2 separate regions of the Zea mays genome follow, and region 2 is linked to region 1. A link is a contact called in public Hi-C data. All regions are on one chromosome and are shown on one strand. Each heading gives the region's core, a stretch centred on a gene start, on an enhancer-like site or on the middle of the called end of the contact. The rest is flanking DNA. Distances are from core to core; before and after follow the strand shown.

Evidence for each region. Hi-C and Micro-C count contacts between places; a contact is called where the count stands out from the background.
Region 2: a Hi-C map of tassel shows a contact between it and region 1, with 2.4 times the contacts expected there. The contact joins the promoter of LOC542598 here to the promoter of LOC100216974 in region 1. A contact is called at or near these places in 2 of 25 Hi-C or Micro-C datasets (endosperm and tassel).

The regions. Positions count from the first base shown.
Region 1 is chr1:236,554,609-236,557,567 of Zm-B73-REFERENCE-NAM-5.0, forward strand. It overlaps LOC100216974, which reads right to left and starts at 1,426. Exons shown (of 8, transcript NM_001317379.1): 1 at 1,129-1,426. It overlaps LOC100286228 (mitochondrial import inner membrane translocase subunit TIM16), which reads right to left. Exons shown (of 4, transcript NM_001159116.2): 4 at 2,624-2,959. The coding sequence ends at 2,868.
Region 2 is chr1:237,027,117-237,030,075 of Zm-B73-REFERENCE-NAM-5.0, forward strand. LOC542598 (malate dehydrogenase 5) reads right to left here and starts at 1,559. Exons shown (of 7, transcript NM_001112133.2): 1 at 1,439-1,559. The coding sequence starts at 1,481.

The DNA of each region.
Region 1 (2,959 bases), core at 176-2,675:
ATTCATAGATAAGGACTAAAAGACGATAGAAATTTATTAAACCTAATTAAGTCGATATTTAATACTCATAATTGATATTCAAATATTTGATATGACACGAAGTCACAAACTAAACTTTGGTTACTTTAGTATTGAAATGGTTTGGAGGGATTGGAGAGTGTATAAATTCCTAATAAATCAAAAAACTATCACAATACATATCAATCCATTTCAATCCCTTTTATTACTAGATTACCTAAACCAAACACCGGCGCCACGCACGCGATGACGTGGTGAGGAATTTGCGCAGACGCACAGAGGCGAACAAAGGGGCTCCTCCTCAGTCAGGCCAGTGCAGCGCTGCCACGTCGGATTATGCACTAGGCAGTGCTTGTGCTGAGTCCCTTCGGTTGGTTTGACTACCAGCTTGGCAACAGTGACGCTTACGACTACCAGCTTGGCAACATCTATTGCATGCCTGTCTATTCAGAAAGCCACCCCTGTCTGTCTAAGGTGGGTTCTAACTTCTAACCAAGATTAAGATTATTCTGTAACTAATAGTATATCAGCCTGACCTAGTTCATACGTGAGGAGCCATTTCGGCCACCAACTCCTCCGCGTTGCTAATTCTGTACTACTCCTTAACACCACTTGCTCTCCAGTCTCCAGCACGCAACACACGGATGCGCACGCTCCGGAAAACATGCGACGCACAAGAATGCGCACGCGCCTTCTCTAAAATTGGCAACGTGTTCTCGAAAAACGGGCGGGGGCCCGAGCTCCTGCGCGTCGATCGTCGGAAACAAGAGCCCGTAAAACTGAAGGCGACGGACGTACGGCGGCGGCCCGTCTCCAGTTTGGAGACGAAGGTGAAATGGGGGCGGACAAGATGTTGCGGCCTGCGGAGATTTTCCTGGTGTGTGTGTGTGTGCACAACGACTCGAACACACGCACGCACGCACCAACGGAATCCTGAATTTCCTGATCCTGTTTACCCCCCGAGAAGGAAAAAAAAAGGATCCCGGTTCTCAACGATCAATCAAAGTAGACAAGCGGCCAAACGTATCGCATCGACGACGAATGAATGGGACGAACAACAGATAGAGGTAAGCCAGCGAGCGATCGGGGGTGGGGGGGAATCGTACGCACCTCTGGGCTCTGGAGGAACCTTTGTTTGTATATTATCTATATATCCTTGATTCTTCCCGGCGAGTCCTCGATGATGGATCGGATCTTCTGGGGAGGAGAGGAAGGAGAACGGGAGAGGCAGACGAGCCGTTCCTCGACTCGCTCCGACTCCGAGGAAGGGGGGTGGCGCGGGTTCTGCTAATTGATTGCCCGTGTGTGTTTGTGAATTGGATTGGAGGAGGAGATGCGTGAGGCCGAAGAAGTCTTCCAGAAAAATGAAAGGAAGGAGGGAGGGGTAGGTGGCGAACAGCTCAAACGCCCGCCGTCGCTCGCATGATCGCGCCGCGTCGCCTTCTCCCCCTCCTCTTGCCTCGCGCTCGCAGTGTAGGACGTGTGGTGTCCCACCCACGAGGCCACGAGGGCCACGGTATGATTCCATCCAGACCAGTGTACACAAGTCCCTAGTCCTACTCTCTGATACATGGGCCCTACCTGGACTGTGTGTGTTTGTGTATTCCCGGGATACGTACATTTATCGTCCGATATATGTAACCCCTACTTGATAATGATAATGATTATACGTATCGTACTCGTATCACTTGCACTTGGACACCTCGGCTGCCTCACCCCAAAGGCCCCAGCTGCTGTTTTAATTAGGGACGCGTACGCTGCTATCCAACCTTGCACTGCAGCCCGGCCCACCAATAGCATCCTGACAAGCGCGATGCACGAACACGGCGGGGTCCGTTCCAGCGATCCCGTCAAATGGAAAGGGAATGAAGGACTTCTCCTTCTGTTCGTACCTCGCAGTAACATCGCTGGATGAAAACGACTGATACTGAATTTTCTGCACGGTTGAACTGGAACAGAAACACGATTGGTGATCCGAAGGGGGCACACCGCACACAACCAGCTATCACTATCAGGCTTCAGTGGACCAGCGAGCATCAGCTGAGGACTGACCACCACCCTTGGGCCTAGGCTAAAGATATACTAGTAGCTGTATAAGAAAAACGATTTTGAACCTGCTGCCGAGTCTCGTAAAATGAAATGTAACAGCGCAATTGGTCAGCCGGACACTGGAACCAGTACCAAACATTTTGGAATCATGCAGAATTCTTCGCCGGATTGATAGGCTGACCACCATTATTTCCTCACAAACGAGGACATGCCCGTTTGGCAGCCTAACAGCAAGGACAGCAAATGTTTCCAACACGCAAGCCGAACCTACATCCCCTCCAATATGTCTCCATCCGACACCCTCAATCAAAAATTCGAAAAGTTCTCCCTCCGTCGCCAATTAAAATTCGTTTTAAATAATTAATAGATTCGTAATACAATTAATAGATTCATAATACAACTAATAGCTCCATAATGCTTGATTTATATATTTTATATATTTCTACATTCATCATCATCTATTTGAGTATAGACATAAACATCAAGAGCTAAAATAAATCATATTTTAGGACGGAGAGAGTAAAAATTATGGATTTCACATCAATGCAGGTAGTATCAAGAATAATGGTTTGGCACAATCATCATATGGCAAAATAACAAAGTTGTAAGCGCCACCGAGCCAGAGCCCAGTGAGACCTTACTGATCAGTCTTACACATGTAGGAGTTTCAGTCGCTGCACACAAAGCTTATTGGTTCCGCATTGCATACTACTGGTACAACAGCAGCGACCGTTGTTGGTATGTACAGTTCTCTTATGAGGGGGAAAAGAATGTCAACAGCAGACTCAAGGGGCGGGATTTCAGTTAGGAGGCTCATCTTGTTTGTTCTTTTGGTACACTGTTTCTAGGCACTCCTTGGCCCGGTGAACCTTCGATTGGAGGTAAAAGCTCC
Region 2 (2,959 bases), core at 309-2,808, 470 kb after region 1:
ATTCTATTATGCTACATGGAGACACCTTTACTGCTGATATGGAGTAGATCTTTAAAACAATATGACAATTATTGAATTAGCAAATATCATCCCAGGTACCGGAACAGGTGAGGGAAGGTCACTATCACCATAAGAACAAGCATCATATTTTAACTCAGTACAAGCATATAAAAATGGAACTAGTAAATACGCATTGTACACCAACTCTAATACCATCAAATATGACACAAGCAGTAGACAATTGTTGTATCACAGTAGATGCTTATAAGGGGGTGTTTGGTTCTGTGGACTAAAGTTTAGCCCGGGTCACATCAAGCGTTTGACTTTCAAATAGGAGTATAAAATATTGACCCAACCAACTGTACTAGATTCGTCTCACTTTTTAATCTTCGGCTGAGAAATTAGTTTTATAATCCGACTACATTTAATACCCCGAACGGAGGTTCAAACATTCGATGTGATAGGGGCTAAATTTTAGCAGGGGCAAACCAAACACCCCCTAAGAATAGCTCAATAATATACAAGAAAAGTGTCAAGCACGCTGTGCAATTTTATAACTGAATGCCAGACATATGCTACCATAAATAAGCAGGATATTAACTAACTTTTGGCTAATCCATACCAAACCCTGTGGTTATGATAATAGAAATGCAAGAACTCAGATGACATGCTACAAAAGATGAAAAGAGTGAACGCGTCAAGCATGGGCCCCAAACAACTGCAGCCTGGACCCCTGGATGCCTACACCACCATCCTTAATGTTTGAGGAAGTTCCATTACATTACATGATTATTAAGGCACCTATCTGAACAGCTAAAAGGTTACATCACTCACGCAGTGATCGTGTAGACAGAATTCATGCAAGTTTAGCACGTAAACTCCATGGGTGGAGTACCTAGATCTGTAACTTAAGTCCCACCAGATAGTCTGATGGGATGAAATATATCAAAACCACTCGCTCCAAAACGCCGTTGACTCCAAAACCACCGGATCCGAACCTGCTGCTATCCCGGAGCCCTTAAGGTTCAACTAGAGATCGCAGCAGTAAAATCAACTATCTAAAGAGTAAGCAGTTAATTAAGTGCAGCTAGCGAGTCAACTGGATCAAGTGACTACCACGAGGATCTACCCATCAAGCCCAACCACTGATCAGATCAGCTAGCACCGCGGATCGGTTCAACTTCACCGACTGAACAAGGAGAGTGACAGTGAGCCCTTCTACAGTTCTACTGGCCAAAACTACGTCAACCCAAACGCCCTAAACACCATCAGATCGAGCGATAAAAACTGAGATCTAGCGAGTTAAGCACACTCTAAACCACACAGGATCGGATCGAGCTCGGGCTCAGGCTCGGGCGGACTAGGCCAGATCCGAGCCGGGACCAGACGACACCGGATACTACGCGGATCGGGAAGGAGGGAAGGTTCAGCACCGTACCTGCGGCGCCAGTGACGAGCACGCGCATTGGTTCCTTCGCCATCGGTGCGAGTGGAGGAGGCGGCGGGGAGCTTCGAGAAGGTTCTGGAAGCGGGGGTTTGGGAGTGGCTTTGGAGGCTGCGGCAACCAAGGGATAGCGAAGAGAACGCGGCAATGGGTGGCCACTATTTAACAACGTCGCTGTGACGGGGAAGCCTTGGGAATCCACTGTCACACGCCCCGATAATGACAGCGTGCTTATCAGTAACTGACAATTGGCCCGACACCAGCGGGCCCCTGACGTCAGTGTGCTATGTTGGCTCTGATTGGTTGGTGTGTCTTTAGGCAGGAGACTCGCAAGTGACGGCGTGACGCTTGACGCTGTGGGCGCTGGCCCACCGCCCACGGCTTCGGCGATGAATACTACGTACAGTAGTACGGAGTGGAGCAAGATGGTGGGGTCCTTCTGTCAGTTAGACAGCATGGCAGCTTGGCAAGCTGGATGATGCTCGATTGATTTCTGCATTTTTCTTGCGAGCTGTTTTACAGGACCGAAGCGGCGACATTATCGTTGTGGAGGAGATGTCTCTCGAGATTCGAGAAGCGTGGCGTGAGGAAGATGGCACTCATTCACGATAGGGTTGGTGATAGGTTTGATAGGTACCGATGGCTTTGATCACCAGCCGTTTTTTTATCCACACATCTAAAGATTTGAAAGCTACTTCGACCGATAGGGAAACGCGATGTGACGATACTTTTTCTTACTACTATGTTTGGTTGGGACTTGGGAGTAAGAGCAATTACAATAATAAACTCTAAGTCTGCTTACATGACATTTTTATTTATGTGGTATGGTCGATTGTCCACACCATTAATTAAAGCAATCAATCTGTACTTTACTTTTTTGTCCTATGAATAGCCAGTAGCATAGCTTTCTTCATCTCAATCTTCACCGCGACTATACGTCGTCTAGAGACGTCTTGGGTGTCATGTCGATCCCAAGACAAACCCTATGATCTCCCTCCCTGACGAAGTCCCTTACCAGGGGCGAGATCCAGGTGTCGATAGAGAACGTTGCCGCCCTACGCTTGCGCGGACCATCTGGCTCGGCGCAGGGAACCCAGCTCCTGTTGTCTAGGTCGCGGACCATCTGGCCCTAGGCCGCGGACCGTCCGCGCCGCCGCAGAGATTGACGGCCCTAGCTTGCCGAGCTGAACAACTCCAGTGATTGGCGCCCAGATCTGCGTCAACACAGTTTTTGATGACTCCGCTAGGAAAACTGAGATTGGATTTACCAGATCGGTGTCATATGGTCGGTTCAAAGGAAACACCGATATTTTCTCTAGCAACATCAAGCCGACTACGAATGACCTGTAGGTTGAAAAATATCATAGGCTGGAAAACGCCAGGAAAAAGATGCAGACATAACTCGAAGAGTTGTTCTTGACTGATTTCAAGGTCGACTGAAGCCAGAAGCTCATCCGACAGAGAGAATATAACCCTGGTGAATCTTCGTCCTGCTACAATCAGACCCAGCGCTGT